Linked DNA regions of Triticum aestivum: region 2 is linked to region 1. The links are chromatin contacts, called in public Hi-C maps. All regions are on one chromosome and are shown on one strand. Each heading gives the region's core, a stretch centred on a gene start, on an enhancer-like site or on the middle of the called end of the contact. The rest is flanking DNA. Distances are from core to core; before and after follow the strand shown.

The links. Hi-C and Micro-C count contacts between places; a contact is called where the count stands out from the background.
Region 2: a Hi-C map of leaf shows a contact between it and region 1, with 6 times the contacts expected there. The contact joins the promoter of LOC123111424 here to the promoter of LOC123111423 in region 1. A contact is called at or near these places in 3 of 5 Hi-C or Micro-C datasets (all in leaf).

What each region holds. Positions count from the first base shown.
Region 1 is chr5B:285,478,753-285,483,125 of IWGSC CS RefSeq v2.1, forward strand. It overlaps LOC123111423 (protein DWARF 53), which reads right to left and starts at 2,062. Exons shown (of 3, transcript XM_044532218.1): 1 at 330-2,062. The coding sequence starts at 1,489.
Region 2 is chr5B:285,794,476-285,798,648 of IWGSC CS RefSeq v2.1, forward strand. It overlaps LOC123111424 (E3 SUMO-protein ligase SIZ2), which reads left to right and starts at 2,094. Exons shown (of 16, transcript XM_044532219.1): 1 at 2,094-2,397; 2 at 3,430-3,510; 3 at 3,785-3,833; 4 at 3,932-4,010; 5 at 4,117-4,173. The coding sequence starts at 2,353.

The DNA of each region.
Region 1 (4,373 bases), core at 812-3,311:
TGAAAACATTAAACTAAAATCAAGGGCATAAACTACTACTAGTAGGTCATCAGACAAGAAGTATCGTACGTGTAGTAATTTCGAATTAAGAAACATCCGGATTATAAACTAAGCACCGAGACCAGTCAGCCACCAAATGGTTGCCAATCAAACCCTAAGCATAAACAATTACTATGAAAGATACTCCCTCCGTCCGGAAATACTTGTCATCAAAATGGATGAAAATGGATGTATCTACAACTAAAATACATCTAGATACATCCATTTCAATGACAAGTATTTCCGGACGGAGGGAGTATATATGTGCAAAAGTGAAAGGGCTTCTTCACCTTGCGGACTTGGATAAAGGAGATGCCGTGGTTGCCGGAGGCATGAGTCCGCCGGCGCGCACCGCCGTGATCGGCAGCAGCTGGAGCTCCCAGTCCTTGTCAACCAAGGGGAACTTGGACAGGAAGGTGAGGTAGGTCTCGTAGGTGGCCGACCACCCCATCACCCAGACACGCCCCTCTCTGTGCGTCTCCAGCACTCGCGTCACCTCCGCCACCACTCGGCGCCCCCTCTCCTGGAGCTCGCCGTCATCGGGGACCAGTTCTCTGAGGTCACCAACGCTTATGACGAGACCGGAGGTGGCGCTAGCCATCGCCGCCTCCACGCCGAGTTCTGTTTGGTCGATGGAGTTTGGACAGACGGGGAGGACGCGGTACGGCGAGGCCGCGGCGAAGTCTGCGGCGGCGGACGCGGCCCCGACACCGACGAGCATGGGGTTGCGACCCCGGGCGAGGATCTCGGCGATGCGGCGGCCGTTCTCCTCGCCGGCGCCGCCTGCGATGCTCCCGGCGGGCGAGGGCACGTCGGCGTCGTCGGCGGCGGCGAAGCTGCAGAGGAAGAGAGGCGGCGGGCGGGCCCGCGTAGGGAGGCGGCCGAGCAGCGGCATGGGCGGCGCGGGGCGGAGGATGGCGAGCTTGATGTCAGCGCTGCGGAAGCCGGCGTCGTCAAAGACGCGGCTGACGACGGGGTCGTCGAGGATGGCGAGCAGGAGCTGCGAGAGCTCGACCCTGACCTGCGAGGCGGCGGTGGCGGCCTGGAAGGCGGCCTGGTGGTAGAAGTGGTAGGTGTCCGGGTTGCGGCGCTGGTTGGCCTGCGAGCGCTTGATGGCCGCCATGAGCGAGTTGGACACGGGCGGCTCCGGCTGCTCGTCGGCGCCCGAGGCCGACGAGGAGGCGGAGGCGGAGGGGAGCCTGTCGAGGGAGACGGCGAAGCAGAGCTCGAGCGCCTTGAGCTGCACGCGCGGGGAGTAGGCGGCGCTGCGGGCCCGCGCGAGCGCGTCGCGGAGGAGCGGCGGGGCCTGCTGCGCGAGCAGCGCGGCGACGAGGTGGAGCGACGTGGTCTGCGCGTGCACCCTGCGGCGCGCGGAGACGACCGCGGCGTCGAGGGCCGTGACGGCCGCCGGCGAGAGGCACTGCCTCGCCGTGGGCACCGGCGTGGGCATCTCTCCGCGGGCGCACGGGCGGATTCGGGCGTGGACCTGGCTGGCTGGGATTACTGCCTTTCACCAGGCATGGGGCGGAAGCGTAAAACCAACCCCCGAGCCCGAGGGGTAAACCGCGACGAACGACAGCGAGAATCGCTTGGGATTTTCCGCTTCGCTTGCAGGTGAGAAGGGGAGAGGATAATAACCGGCTCGGAGAGAAGGTGGATTGCTTGCTTATAAACCACGACGGATATCTTCTTGTTCCTCTTTTTATGGCATCGGAGTGGGGAAATTTGGTGGAGTGGAGGTGGAGCATATATGCCGATGCGGCAGCCCTCGTCACACACTGTGTCTACTGTCTAGCGGTAGAGGCAGTGCAAGTGCGGATTGAGATCGAGATTCCTCCTCCTTTTAGCCATAAGCCCCGCTCGCCGTGCTCTGTCGTGTACTCCTCCCCATCCTAGCTGCCGCAGCATGATTGTTCCCTTCTATTTACCTCACACAATGGCATGAGATCATGTAGCCCAGCCCTAGATGCTCAAGGCAATGGGATCTAGCATAAGCTATGGGTACAGTCACAGGATGCATGCACACTGCCTCCATCTTGAATTCCCAGCTGTTGAAGTGCTCATATGGTCCTCCCATGATTTTTGCACCACCAATTATTGGCTACCGACGCGGTCCAACTACATGTTTGTAACTGGAATTTCAGCCATTTCTAGTTGAGGAATCCACCTTGAGCGGGCAAAAAAAGTGTTTTTTTTGTGTGTGTGTGTGTGGCTTGAGAAACAAACCGCATCTTTAGCTCGATGCAGACGTCTATTGTTCTGTTTATTGTTAGGCTTACATCACATTCGTTCGATTTTGTTGTCGACCCGTGCCATCCAAGGCGCGCCGAAAGATATTTGTGTGTCTCCAATTTGATTTGTTCCCCGTTTCCAGCCACACATGCATTTCGGTTTTAATGTGTTCCTCATATGAGTGGATTGAGCAATGTACATAGTATTTTTCTTTAATGATGGAAAGCAATGTACATAGTAGAGATAGGTCTAGAGAGAATCCACTAGAAATGTTGTCTTTGTGCTTACAGTGGGCTCTGGCCCTACCAATTAGTGACAAGTGGTGTGTGTGTGTGATGATGTTTAGATAACTTACAGAGAGGGACTTAGAATCTTATACGGTGTGCCACAATCCATATCGATGTGGACATAACTTACACAAAAAAATCATGAGAGTGATGCTTAACATTTTCCTACGAAAGAATGTAACTTATCAATTGCACTGTTGAAACAATTTGATGCACTGTATCTTTTCTCTTATCGCAAATTTTAGTGACATGATTGATCGTAGAAAGGTTATACATACACTAGCGCACAAGACGCTACTGGTGGCATGTCAAAAAACACCTTCGTGACATGTCGCCCCCACGCCATCGATACGCGCAACTGATAAAATATATTGGTGGTGTGCAGACCCCCACCCCCACGCCACCAATAACAAATATATCGGTGGCGTGTCACGTGGAGGCACGCCACCGGTACTGGATATACTGATGGCGTGTGATAACGAGTCACACAACCAGTAATATTCATCGCTGGTGGCATGTCATAATAGGGCCACACCACTAATTTGATATTTACACATAAAAGAAGCTACACGATGGTGTTTTCCTTGCCAAATGATAGCATTTTTCAGTTTAGTAGCAGCAGTAATATCATATAGCATCTAGGGTTGACATTACTGGTAGAGCCAAATGACATCATTTAAGTTCATCAAATTGTTAATTAACATGATATGACTTGTAACTAGCATATAACATGTTCAACGAAATACTAGCATACTATGACTAGATACCGTGCCTATTAACTAGATTCTTCGGCGTGATTCGGGGTTCTAGCCTGGAGAATCAGAACCAGAGGTGCAGCTTCCATCTCATAGTCTTGTGTAGGGGCTGTCCGGCCAGGTCAACCGAGATAGGTTCAATGTGCGAGACAAATGAAGTTCATGGTCGTTGACATTTTCATGAGAGATTCTTGAAATCTGATTTCACATCAATCTCAATTTTGAACTTCTCTAGGAAGTCACACCTCGCCTCGTAAGGGCATCTCCAAAGTGGACCCTCAAATCGCTTGCATCTGCCCGGACCGTGCTGTCTAGATGCATTTTGTCATCCAATTCAGTCCCGCATCGGTCCACCAACGCGTCTGGACTTCAGTTTTCCTACAAATTGGAGGCAAATAAAGGGGAGCTCTACAGGAGTCTAGACATCTGTTTGACTAATCCAAAGCAACCACGTATCCTCTTTCTGTCCGGATGGCGGAAAGCCGACGCTAATTTTTCTGCTTTTTGGTGGAAGCTGGCTAGCATTTGGCGGAAGCACTATTGTTTCACTTTTTTCTTCAAGTGCTACACCATTTTTTTCTTTTGTAAGTGATCACTATGGTGGAAGCTGGTCACAATGGCGGAAGGCACTAAAATTTTCAAGTCATAATGGCGGAAGGCCATTAGCCAATGGCGGAAAGCACTAAATTGTTTCGGTTTTTTATTTGAAGTGGTATACTTTCTTTTCATTTTTCAAGTGCTCACACTAGACCGAGCGATAATTTTTTTTTGCTCAAATTTGTATGCTGGCACAGATGGTTGGCCGACTCCTGTATCAGTGTCCGGACACTGGTCTGGACCAATTTTCAGACAAACATTGTGTCCTTTTGTGGGTCGGCGATGGAGATGCCCTAAGGACGACCTGGGCAAAACTAAAAGAAAACAATAACTCGGCACTTTTGGGAGCAACTATGAAAATCAGTCCAACATGTTGAATTAAAACATATCTTCCTAGTTATGAAGTCGTTTGGAACATCTATGAAGAACCTCTTGTCCTTCTGGCATCTGACTTGACTGCAGT
Region 2 (4,173 bases), core at 844-3,343, 320 kb after region 1:
GAGACATACCATCTGTATAGCTTCCCGGCGCGCAGGAGGTCGCAGTTGCAGAAAAGCCTACATAAAAGAGCCTCGGTGGTTTATTTCTTGATTCTTTTGTTTGGATTTCTTACTTCGATTTTTCCATCGGTTCCGTGTGTGTACTGTAGCACGTCACACTACATGTGCCCTCGTCTTGTGGTTCACAAGGAAGCATAAGTGAAGCACATGCATATTATCACGGGGAGTACAAGTTAGTTGTTAACTTGTGCTTCAAAAAAATCATTGTTGGAACATATCAACATGTGATATGTTTCAAAATTTCTGAAGATAGGATCGCAAATTTTTGATCATGACACATAAGCAAAGTTAGATGTATTGTAACACATTATTTAATGAGGGAAGAGAGAGCTATCATATCTTAATCTGGATATAGCTCTTAGCATAAAAATCAAGACAAGTCATACTTTTCCTCACACAAAACATGTTAAATAAGAACTCTTTTAGATACGCCAACAAGATATAGAAGTAATGCATTGGACAAGCTATATCTAAATACATACTTAATGCATATAAGATAGCTTGAAATAAGCATTGGGACTGCCATTAGTGTTAATGGATTAAAAGAAAAAGGAAATAGTAACTACATAAAGAAGGGTTAATGACATGTGAGCACACAAATAAGAGCAAATGACATGTATATTTTTTGAACTAAAGATGATACCCCACACGTTGTTGCGGGAACTATTTGAAATTATTTCATTGAGATTTGTTTGTATGAAACATTGGTATTTTGACTAACAATGTGTGAACTGAAACTAGCATATAATTTACTGCATTTGATTATTCTAAAGTTGTAGAACATTTATTAAATATGAGTAGCATGCATGGTGCATGTTAATGTAGGTCTTTCCCCATGATAGTGGCATGATGAGATGTCATACTTGCATGTTGAGAGAATTGGAGTTAGTGAATATGAATTATTTAGTTAATACATGCTGACATGATGATGTGGTATATTTACATGTTGAGAGAATTGGAGTTAGTGGAGATTAACTATTTAAGTATATAAGATTAGATGTTATCTCACACATTGGCGCGTGAATGTATTGCAATATATGATAGATACGCCAACAAGATATAGAAGTAATGCATTGGACAAGCTATATCTAAATACATACTTAATGCATATAAGATAGCTTAAAATAAGCATTGGGACTGCCATTAGTGTTAATGGATTAAAAGAAAAAGGAAATAGTAACTACATAAAGAAGGGTTAATGACATGTGAGCACACAAATAAGAGCAAATGACATGTATATTTTTTGAACTAAAGATGATACCCCACACGTTGTTGCGGGAACTATTTGAAATTATTTCATTGAGATTTGTTTGTATGAAACATTGGTATTTTGACTAACAATGTGTGAACTGAAACTAGCATATAATTTACTGCATTTGATTATTCTAAAGTTGTAGAACATTTATTAAATATGAGTAGCATGCATGGTGCATGTTAATGTAGGTCTTTCCCCATGATAGTGGCATGATGAGATGTCATACTTGCATGTTGAGAGAATTGGAGTTAGTGAATATGAATTATTTAGTTAATACATGCTGACATGATGATGTGGTATATTTACATGTTGAGAGAATTGGAGTTAGTGGAGATTAACTATTTAAGTATATAAGATTAGATGTTATCTCACACATTGGTGCGTGAATGTATTGCAATATATGATATATTTGGTTGCATGAAACTATAACATTTAGATAATAATATATAAATATTTTTTTAATTATTGTATGGTTGTAAAATATTTATATTTATAAATATAAAAGGCATAATACAAAAAAAAACTAATCATGAGAGCTAAGCTAAGTTCACAACAAGACGTTGACATTACTGGTTGTTTTTTTCACTAAAAAGGACATTACTGGTTGTTTTCATACGTGACGGATGTGTACGATAAGTCATACTACGCCATATGTAACGGAAGTTACTCCAAAGACTTACCTAATCAAAGTCCCTAAAAAAGACCCTAATCAAAGTCGGATTTGTCGCTTGAGCGGGGGAGAGAGTATTAAGATTCGTGCCAGTCCTCGTAGGGTACACGCGTCCCGCCCAGATCCCGTCGTAGGTTTCTTCCCTCGGTCGTCGTCGTCACCCGAAGAAAAGAGGAGGAGAAGAGAGAGCAGCCAGGCCGCCACGCCCGCGAGCCGCCGCACGCCAACGGAGCGGAGAGGGCCCTCCTCCTCCGGCCGCCGCGATTATTCTAGCCTCTTCCAATCCTCCGCCGCCGCTCCTCCCTGCACTCCGCCCGCCTCGCGTAGGGCGTCATCGCATTGGATTTGCCCCCCGGCCAGAGCCGCCATGGAGCCGGAGTCCGCCGACGATGCAGCGCTCGCCGGTTGCAAGGTATCCGCATCTCTGCGCATATTCCTTCATGCCTCATACTTTTGCGATTCCATCGGGACGTGTTCCGCGGTGGATGCCCGCTTCTACTCTGCACGACGGCGACCTCAATCTGGTGACGGGTCGGTTCTAATTCTACGGCCCTCCCCCGGCGACCCCCTCCATAACATAGAACTCTGACGAGCCATCTTGATTAGTTTCGTACTCCTACCGCTTAATAGGTTTCTGCTTAGCAGATTAGGGACAGGGAAACTCTTGATTGATCGTCGCTTCTCAATTCCCTTCTGTAACTTAAACTAGCTTTACTTACCAAGTTTGGCTACTAGGTCCATACATATAACTGCTTACAATTAGACGGCAGCTGCGCATCTTACATCGTTACAAGTTGTTTTCTGTAGAGATTGCAATTTGGGATTCGACATTGCTGACGCCCAAGCTGACATGCCCTACTAACATTTTGCTAGGTGCTGAAACTCCTCACAGTTAGTATTTCTTAGTCTTCTTGCGTTGCTTGTTTCCGCAAAACTAGCTGATTTCTTTATCTGTTTGCCGTTCTCTTGCGCTGGTACTGTTTACATTGCTTGGCAACTTCACTTCAGTAAGATTGTTTGGAGGGATGCAATAGTAACCAAGTTTTAGATTCGAGTTCCATTGCTAAATGTCATTGCTGTGTCACCTTCACTTTAGTGGTACTTAATATCTGTATATTGTAGTTGATAGCTACTGGGTGCTCTTACTCAAGCATTCGACAACAGTCCAGAACTGACGTTATATTACACTATACCATGCCCTTACTCATGTATAGTATACAGGATAGCAGCAGCATCGATATTTCTGCCCTCAGCTCCTCGCATCATCTGATAAAACTTGTTTCTTGTTTACATCACTATGTATAATCAATTGGAGTGGTCTATACAAGTGATTATCTTATATAGCGCCCCTTTTCATGTATGTGTTAGTCTTGTCCTAAAGGAATAGACATATGTGGCTTATTCATCTGTTTTATGTCGCTGATAGCTAATTGCTTTGTTGCAGGACAAGTTGAAGCACTTCCGAATAAAAGAGCTAAAAGATGTCCTGCATCTGCTTGGACTTTCAAGGCAAGGAAAGAAGCAGGTTTGTTCAATGCAATTTCGTATATCTACATGAATACATTCTACAAATATAAATTCTACTTATTGCTTTACTTTACAAGTTTACATCACTTGCTCAAATGTTTCAATCTTCCCTTTACTTTGGGAACAAATAATCGATTGGATTGTCAAGTCATCCTTACCAATACTGTAACATCTTTCGGAACTAATTAACTTCTCTGTGCCTTTTAGTACTTATATTGAGTATTTACTTCTAAGCCATTTTTCGTTTTTCTGATTTTGCTTTACAATTCCAGGAATTGGTGGATAAAATCTTAGCAATACTATGTGATCAACAAGATCAAGGTGCATTGTTTTTTGTCTTTCTTCTTCCAAAAATGGCCCTTTTATACTGGTGTTTGTCTAAAGGTACAAGAGGAATAACTTTCATATTGTTCTTGCAGTATCACAACTGAATGGCTTAACAAAGAAACCGGCGGTTGAAAAAGAAACCGTGTTGAAAATAGTTGATGAAACCTTTAGGTGAGTTTATACATTTGTTCACATATTGACCTTGTGTTTGTATTATTTGGATTGACTCCTGTGTTTTGTCATACACTCATACTATCTGTTTTCGCTTACTATCTAGGAAACTGCACAGTCCTGCAAATTCTGCTGCAGCCTCACCAAATCAGATTGATTCAGG